Linked DNA regions of Mus musculus: all the other regions are linked to region 2. The links are chromatin contacts, called in public Hi-C and HiChIP or PLAC-seq maps. All regions are on one chromosome and are shown on one strand. Each heading gives the region's core, a stretch centred on a gene start, on an enhancer-like site or on the middle of the called end of the contact. The rest is flanking DNA. Distances are from core to core; before and after follow the strand shown.

Region 1 (2,700 bases), core at 111-2,610, 330 kb after region 2:
CTTGGTCTCAACCTATAGTCTCCATTAGAAATGAGGCTGCCCCTGAATGTAGGCTAGAAAAAGGGTTTTTTTTTCTTCTGCTCTCTAATTTGCTTTATATGATTAGTAGGACAAAGAAGGTAGATAAAATTACATGAGATAGCCTAGCCATCAGTGAGTAAGCAAGAAAAATCAGGAGACAGCTCAGGGTTTAAGCCACATGTGAGATTACAAGAGGCATTATTTTAGGACCATGGTCTCTGTTTCCCCTGGAACAAGGACAAGCCAGTCATTTTTAATGTTCACTTTATCTAATAAAACACATTTATCTCCTTTTGTATTCCAGAGTGAGGAGCATAGCATGTGTGTCAGTCAGGAGTACAGTTCTGCTAACAGATGATCACAGGGGACTAACATGTATGCATTCTGTAGTACACTGTTGACAGCAAAGGGGTGAAGTAAACTGTGGATTAAAAATAGAGCCTTATGTAATAGAATACCACTCTGTTGAACAACTCTGACCAAACCAGAGGACAGTGTGTTAAGTGACATAAAAGACACAAAAAGCCAGCACTGAGTGGCTCACTCTGACAGAATCTGTTCAAATGCTGGTCATGATGGGCCCCTTGAACGTCCCACTTGCAACCTGAAGCACGTAGGTGGAAAACAGACAGACAAATCAAGCACTTACTAGTAACAAATCATAAAGAAATGCATTTTAAAACGGTTTTTGATGTGCACTTTCTTATAATTTATTAAACACAAGATCTAATGAAATGTTCTCTGTGTGTATGAGAGTGGATGTATGAGAGAGAGAGAGAGAGAGAGAGAGAGAGAGAGAGAGAGAGAGAGACCAAGTGTATGTTCTTTGTGTAGTTCTGGCTGTCCTAGAAATTCTGTTTGGACTAGGCTGGCCTTGAACTCACAGAGCTCTGTATGCCTTTGCCTCCGGAATGCTGTCTTGTGTGTTTTATGTAAAGAGGCTTTCGCTGAATGCTTGTTACTTCAGGACATAGAGAATCTGATTTTTTTCAGAGTTGAATGGTTTTTATTTTACAGTCATCAACATAAAAACGTATTTCACATACATATGTGATAAGAGATAGCTGGCGTAGTTTAGGACCATCTCATAAGTTGTTGGAAGTCTGTCAAAATCAGCCTGGCCTGGCCTGGCTGCCCTGAACTCAGAGGAGCTTCAGTGCCAAGTAAAACTACAGGGTGGAGTTGAAAACCAGGCTCTCTGAAGCTCCTCCTTCCCTCTCTTGCCCCAGAAGGAGAGTTCACAAAAGGGAAAAGAGCTGAGAGCAGCCAGAGACACTGCATCCCCTTCCTGGTTGATGGTTAGAGACTGAGCACAGTGGGGTGTGGCAAGGGTGATTGATGGCTACCACAGTCTAGAAAGAAGTGCTCAGTCCTAATGACTACTTGGTCCTCTGGTCTGTCCAGTAAGGAGAGTTCACCTACTGCAGCTGGTATCTTTGTCATCTGTGGCTTGCTTTCTATTACCACAGTTTTTACTGTATAAGGATGTCATACAATATGTTTGCTCAAATCTGTCCCTTCAATCCTTCCCCTCCAATTCTTTCCTGTCCCCCTCCCCCACTTCTCCCTGCCAGTTCCATGTGTTCTGTTGTGGAGTCCATTGAGTACACTTCGTGTTGCCTGTATATAAATGCCACCACACTTTTTTGTTTATTTTAAAGTAGACCAAGCAGTGAACGGAGAGAGGACAATAGAGAAAAAGATTCTGTGCTTACAAGCACGGGTTTAAGGACAAAGTAGCTATCTCCAGTGACTTTATTTGTACCTTAACTAAGAAAATGAGGAACTATTTAGTGAACTCAAAAATACCAGCTTGACAGTCCAGAGTCTGGAGTTTAAGGCACAGAACTAGACGCTTGTGTGTTTAGCAGTCTGCCCTTGGAGGCTGCCATTCTCTCCCTAGAGGTTAAACCAAAAGGCCAGAGAATGAGGAAACAACTGTTCAGTGCTTGCTGTATACTAGATAGTAACCCATTCTCTCCCGACATGCTGCTTGACTTAATTACATCAAGACAAACATGCCAAAATCCACAAAGCTAGCACTGCGAACATGATCGACAGGGCCAAGTGAACAAAACAAGTCTCCTTTCAAGAATCAAAGCTGCCCCCTAGTGTTCACAGGCTGTAAATACTTATTTTAGGTGGTGCAGATACAGAAATAGCTCAAAGAAAGCAGTTGGATTGATTTGGAAGAATGTTTTCCTGTGGCCTTAGTCTATAACCAGATTAGCAGATGTGCTATTAGTACCACAGTTGCAATAGTGGCATGCTACCTTGCCTGTCCTGTCCACTGCTGCTATTGTTGGGAAACAATGGAAGCCCAAGTTTAAGTGGTCACATAAGCATTAAGTTATTTCATGTTATATTCAGAGGAACATAACTACTCTTTATTTCTCATTAAGAAAACAGAATATTTATAGAAACAGACTTGGAAAGTGTTGTGATCTAAAGTATCCTTCAAGCAGACGTAGTGACTATGTTTAATGGATGCTGTAGAATAGTAGCTAGGTGGTAGAAGGAAAAGACTCTAAAAGTTCATACTAGGACCTGCTATCTCAAAGTATATTTTAAAAAACAGACAAAATAGGTATATATTTAAAATAACATTTTGGTTCTACTTTTTTCCCCTTAAGCCAAATGAGAGTGCTGTCAATATCTACAGGGCCATTTTACCCTCCT
Region 2 (2,700 bases), core at 44-2,543:
TCCCCGTTCCAGCAAGGGTAGAGTTGGATAATTTCTCTTCGGAGATGTTTATTTCCACTCAAATTTATTTTTGAGGATAGGGAAGAATACTGCTGTCTCTTCTGTGGATACGACTCCAATTCAAGGAGCCAGGCTTTGGTCTGCCCACTGTTGAGACACTGGACCCTTGTGGTTACCCGTGTATAACCTTGGAAATGGGGGGGTATCACCCCCATTATCTAAGGTCCTGGATTTGAATGCAGTAGCTCTAGCCCCCAGAAATTAAATCCAAAGTCAGGATCAGCAACTCCTTTCATCAGCCCCTTGCTGGAAAAACTGTGGTGCCCAAGCTTCAAGAAGGCCCATTCCCTCTCAGTTCTTTCAGGCCCACCCAAACTGAGCAGGATGGAATGTCTAAACGTATGTATGAAAGGGAAAGGGTTCATCCCAGCTGCCTTGTCCACTCCTCACCCTAGCTTTGGGGGTAGCACCAAGCATCTAAGTGGGGAGCAACTGTAAACCACAAACACCCAAACCAGGTGCCTGGCAACTTAAACTATAGAGGAGAGCTGAAAGGGCACGGAGTCTGAAGTTTAGAGAGTTCATCTTGGTATCTGAACAGACCCACTAAGGACAGAAATGGTTATATCCCAGGATTCCCCTTGTGTGGCAGTGTGAAGTCTCAAAATTCATTTTATGACCTCAACGCCCTTTATTCCGAAAAAGGTTTAAACGTCCTGTAAGAGTTTTAAATGCACAGTGGGCATAGGCGGTGGGGAGGCACTCTTCTACTTTGCCTAGCCACTGCTTTCAAATAACCTTTGTGGCGGGGCTAGGATGCAAAGCCACCTTCGCCCAACTGGTGCAACCTCAAAAACAAGCGGAAGCCAACAGGCTGCAGGACCAATCTGCCGCTCGGCCCCAGTTCTCTCTGCAAGCCCTCCAGCCTCCAGCCCCAAGTGCCCCGCAGCCCCTTTCTCACTGCCCACTCGAGCAGGTCCCTGCCCCCCGCCCCAACCCAGCCTCTAGAAACCCACAGTCGCTCTCAGAGCCCACCAGCAAATTCCCAAAAGCCCCCAGCCTTTCCAGGAAAGAGAGAGGGGGGAAAAAAAAAGACCATGACATCACGGGCAGGTTTATTTGGGTTTGTTTGTTTGCTTGTTGGCTCGATTAAATACTCGTGGAAGGTGAACGTACCCCACACAGGAGAAGTTTGATGTTGACAAACTTCTGGTGGCAGCGAGACTGTGTCAGCACAACTTCCGGGATAATGAGAGCTGCTTTGCAGGGAGCGCGGCAGCGGCGGCGGGAGGCTGCCACAGGACGGAACAGCAAATGCTATTCAGCCCGAGCAGTTTCAAGCCGCCCGAGCTGGGGAATTACTGTAGTCGAGCTTCGGCTCTTACCACCGGCGCTGGATCTGGGCGCGCGTTAGGGGGGGAAGCTGCAGGCACAGGGCGCCGAGAGGGGAGCTTTCAAGTTACTTTGCTCCTTGCCTGCACCCGGCAGAGGCTTGCAGGCTGCGTGGTAACTGCAAACATCTTGTTCCCTGCTTCTTTGGGCGGCTGCCCTGGAACCAACCAACTTTTCTCTCCCCCAAAACTCCCTCTTTGTTTCAAATAGGACTCTCCAAAATTTATTCTTGGGAAGACTGACAGCCGGGGTCAAGAAACAGCTGTTGAAGTTAATGTTTCTTCCTCCCACTTCGTCTGATGGTTGTGCCCTGCCAAGACAAAGTGAGAGGCACTGCCTGGTGGCTTCTTTAAACAGACATGCATTTAGCCACCCCCCAAAAAAATGTTTTAAAATGAGGCGGGGAGGGGCACGGGGGCAGTATATTTTCCTGCCTCACATACAATCTGATCAGAAATGCAACAGCATGTGTCTTTCAACTTGTGTTGATTACTTGCTGAAAAGATGCAGCAGATTTTAGTTTTGAGCACTTTGGGCATCAGGGGTGGGGATGAAGGTAGGGGTGATTGGCACTTTACATTTTAGTAAAGGGGATTTTTTTTCCCTTCGGGCCAGACCCACTTGACCCTCTAAGAGACAGAATGGCCTGGGAGAGGGAGAAAAGAGTTTTACTCTTTGGCAAGATGAAGTCACAATGGAAAATTCAAATTGTTGTGCACAACCAGAGCTGGCATAGAACTTGAGCAACCATTTTTATTTGGAGATGACCATAGCCTAGCTTAGGGTGCTACTGTGTCCTAATATCTTTCAGTTCTTCTTTCAGACCAGGGGCTCCTCTTCCTTTCCCTAACACAAGTTGGTCGTCACCCAGAAGGTATTCTAGAGCAGGGGGCTCTCTTCAGGGTGAAGGTGGACTAGGTAACCTTGCATCTCTTGACATTCAGAGAGCTGAAGGGTTGTGAAAGGACTGCTCAGGACTGCTCAGGACTGCCCTCCTGAGAGTTGCCATGCCCTGGCTGAGCAGTGATGTAGATGGGTGAAGGGGAACGCCATTCTTCCCACACCGGAGAACTAACCACTGTGCCACCTGGCTTGTTCTCAGTAGGGCTCGTTGGGTCAGATCCCACGAAGACTTAAAAGGCTCCCTCTACATCACCAGGTTATTCCATCACCACATGGCAATGCAGCTCCGCCACAAACTGCTATTGCATCAGCCCCAGGGATATTTTAGGAAGCTCTCAAGCTGGGTCCAGCAATGCAGGCATCAGGACCGCACTGCCAAAACCAGAGCTGCTGGACAGGTGGCCG
Region 3 (2,700 bases), core at 94-2,593, 370 kb after region 2:
CAGACTGTCTTTGATGCTCTCAGGCTGAGCTCGGTGGCCAGAGACCTAATGCTGAAAGTGCAGCAATATTCCCAGGCGTCAGTGAGGTCCCAGGACAGTCAGGAGGCCCTGGTTCCTGCCACCTCGTCCTGATGTTTTAGGTAGTACCAGACAAGCCACCTCACCCCTCCAGGCTTCCATTACTCCATCCTCAGATCCGAGAGCCACTGAAGGGTTTTGATCCCGTTTCCCCCAAAAGACCTGCTTTGTAAAGCCAGTGGCTGACACTCTACAAAGTATAGCACCTGCTAGCCTTGAGTGTGGGCCTCGAGTTCATATACAGTGTCCTAGATTTTTCTCCCATGAACGTTGGGGTGGGGGGACACTAGAAAACTCAGAATGTTGCCTTCTCTAGTTTTGGTGACTGATGCACTACACCCTCCAGCTCCTCGGGACGTTTGTTTTTCAGTTTGTTTGGCAGTGTAATCAGTTTCCTAACAAAATGATCTTTGGAGCCGCTGTAGTGTCCTAAGAACCTGTAGGTAGAGTTTAAACAAAGGCCGGAGCAGTAAGTGTTGCAATGTCTGTCAGGGGGAAAAAGGCCAACTACTAAACCAACCAAGCAACAAAAAACAGAAGCCAAGCTCTCTAAAACATTTCCACAGCAAAGGCTCTGCCCTCTCCGGAGAGCATGCAATCCCTTCTAAAGCTCCCTCCTCTGCCAAGGTCTTCTGATGATGACCATTGTCCTGCATTCTAGAAACACCTGTCTCTGCCCCATGCGTTTTGGAGCTAGGGCAGCGCTCCTGTTCTGCTCCGAGAGAGGCTGGCGTACTCTACTCCCTCACCCTCCTCGCCCTCCTCGCCCTCCTCGCGACAGTCCCCGGCTGACTCGTAGGACCCTGACCTCTCACCTCCTAAGCACCTGGCAGCGGGCGCGGGCAGCGCCCTTTGGAGCGGGGGCGGGCCCCAGGGGATCGGGATGGCCTGCTGCTGGCGTCTGGGGTTCTCTCAGCCAGGACGATGGAGTCGATGGTGGCGCCGGGTGAGGTGCTCATGAGCCAGGCCATCCAGCCGGCTCATGCCGACTCCCGCGGCGAGCTGAGCGCAGGGCAGCTGCTCAAGTGGATGGACACCACCGCTTGCCTGGCGGGTAGGTGCCGGCCCACGCGAGGGCACCGTCGGTCGGGGAGGGCTGCTGCTGGTGGCCAGGGAGGTGATACTGTCCGGGGATCCTGAAGGACTGGAGTGTCTGAAATTAGGGATGCGCTAGGCTGGCGTGGAAGCCAGAGAGAGCGTGGGAAAAGGAAGGAAGCAAAGTAAAGGGCAGTGTTCCCAGAGCTGAGAGCAGCCGCAGACAGGAATGACTAAGATAGCTGCTGACAGCGACCTAGACTAGTGGTTCTCACATGTTTATTTGGCTGGATTCCTTTCAACTCACAAAACAAAGTGAAGACATCCTCTCCCCGCCTCCACGCAAAGACTTTGCTATATAGATTGCGTATATCTGTACTTAACCATATTTAAAATTCTAAAGATAGAGTTTATTGACTAAGTAGAACTGAGGCTGGAAAAAGTGTTCACACTGCAAGCATGAAACCCCAATTCACTTTGTAGTCTCATAGGCGCGCGCGCGCGCGCGCGCACACACACACACACACACACACACACAAATGTGCACATGTTACTATATTTTCTTAACAAACAACTACATTATTTACTGCAACAGCAAAAGTGTTCTTGCACAACTGGTCAGAATTCATGCTTTTCATGATTTAAAAGCTTGATTGCTCCTTTGCCAGGTTCTCTTCTGTGTTCAGTTTACTACCATTTACTGTTAGGCAGGCAGGGGAAACTTGATATTCCTGAGAGAGAATGGGAGTAAGAAGGCCTGCTGGTATAATCCAGTTGCGAAGGGCTTGCCTAGCTTGCTTGAGGCCGGTGTGATTTCCATCCCAGCACTAAGCGTTGGGGGTGGTGGCACAAAATCATCTAATAAGGACTGAATGATGTCTCTCTCCATGCCATCTCTGAAGTTTGTATTTTGAAAGTGACAGCAAGTACCGTGGTGTGGCTGTGTCGTATAATCGAGGATTAAAGAGATGAGAAGAACACAACCTCATCTCAGGGCACTAAGTCTTTTAGATCTTAGAAGCACGTGACACGTGAGGCCGCAGCAAGAGCCGGCCTGCAAACCAGGAAGAGAGTTTTCACCAGTCTGGTGGACCTGACAGCCTTCAGAACTCTGAGAAACCGAATGTCTATTGTCCAAGCCACCCAGTCCATAATGCTGTGCTATGGCCACCCCAGAAAAGGCAGCTGCTCAGCATTGTTATGATTTATGATCTGACTGTGACCGACTTACGCCTAAAGATAAAAGAAAGGCCTGCTTTTAAAACCAGTGTGTTGTAATATAAATGGCTTTCTAACTAAAAGCCTAGGTTGAGCAGTACATGAATTTCCTGTGCCCATGCTGACTTCTCTCATCTTTGGACCAGTGATAGTCTTGGATACAAGCAAGCCTTGCCACGCTCCCTTCAGAAGAAAGTCTTTTGGTGTCCTAGTGCTATCTCGATTCCCTGGGATCTCTTATCTATGCACAGTGAACTTTCAATACATGAATCATATCTCTGATTCCCACTCAGGACCTCTCTGTATCTTCCCATCATCCCTGAGGTAAAACCCAAAGTCCCCCCATTTTTCACAGATGCTCTTGTAGTG

What was found. A called contact is a pair of places that touch in the nucleus more often than the background predicts. HiChIP or PLAC-seq counts read pairs in DNA pulled down with a chosen protein or histone mark.
Region 1: an H3K27ac HiChIP or PLAC-seq map of double positive thymocytes shows a contact between it and region 2, with 7 times the contacts expected there. The contact joins two enhancer-like sites. A contact is called at or near these places in 1 of 15 datasets of contacts at CTCF or cohesin (pro-B cells), 29 of 484 Hi-C or Micro-C datasets (the C2C12 cell line, DN3 thymocytes, the HL-1 cell line and 21 more) and 15 of 115 datasets of contacts at active chromatin or transcription factors (the 230-238 cell line, T-cell acute lymphoblastic leukemia, astrocytes and 11 more).
Region 3: a contact with region 2 is called in a Hi-C map of muscle stem cells, with 2.9 times the contacts expected there. The contact joins the promoter of 4833422C13Rik here to the enhancer-like site in region 2. A contact is called at or near these places in 2 of 39 promoter capture datasets (frontonasal cranial neural crest and hippocampal neurons), 2 of 484 Hi-C or Micro-C datasets (the HPC-7 cell line and muscle stem cells) and 1 of 9 other capture datasets (adipose tissue).

What each region holds. Positions count from the first base shown.
Region 1 is chr13:91,695,116-91,697,815 of GRCm38.p6, forward strand. The region is part of intron 16 of Ssbp2 (single-stranded DNA binding protein 2); the gene reads left to right. Among named protein-coding and RNA genes, the nearest start is that of Gm22778, 27 kb to the right of the region's middle. Within about 2 kb of position 1,361, at least 33 of the 459 cell types and tissues checked have an H3K27ac peak or open chromatin away from gene starts, as enhancers often do. A contact at or near this core is called in the C2C12 cell line, LSK cells, double positive thymocytes and 3 more, where this site is marked.
Region 2 is chr13:91,369,723-91,372,422 of GRCm38.p6, forward strand. A830009L08Rik (RIKEN cDNA A830009L08 gene) reads right to left here. Exons shown (of 3, transcript NR_045161.1): 3 at 1-1,702. Among named protein-coding and RNA genes, the nearest start is that of A830009L08Rik, 17 kb to the right of the region's middle. Within about 2 kb of position 1,294, at least 412 of the 459 cell types and tissues checked have an H3K27ac peak or open chromatin away from gene starts, as enhancers often do. A contact at or near this core is called in the C2C12 cell line, the HPC-7 cell line, LSK cells and 7 more, where this site is marked.
Region 3 is chr13:91,740,529-91,743,228 of GRCm38.p6, forward strand. It overlaps 4833422C13Rik (RIKEN cDNA 4833422C13 gene), which reads right to left and starts at 1,344. Exons shown (of 2, transcript NR_015501.1): 1 at 894-1,344. Acot12 (acyl-CoA thioesterase 12) reads left to right here and starts at 993. Exons shown (of 15, transcript NM_028790.3): 1 at 993-1,132. The coding sequence starts at 1,003.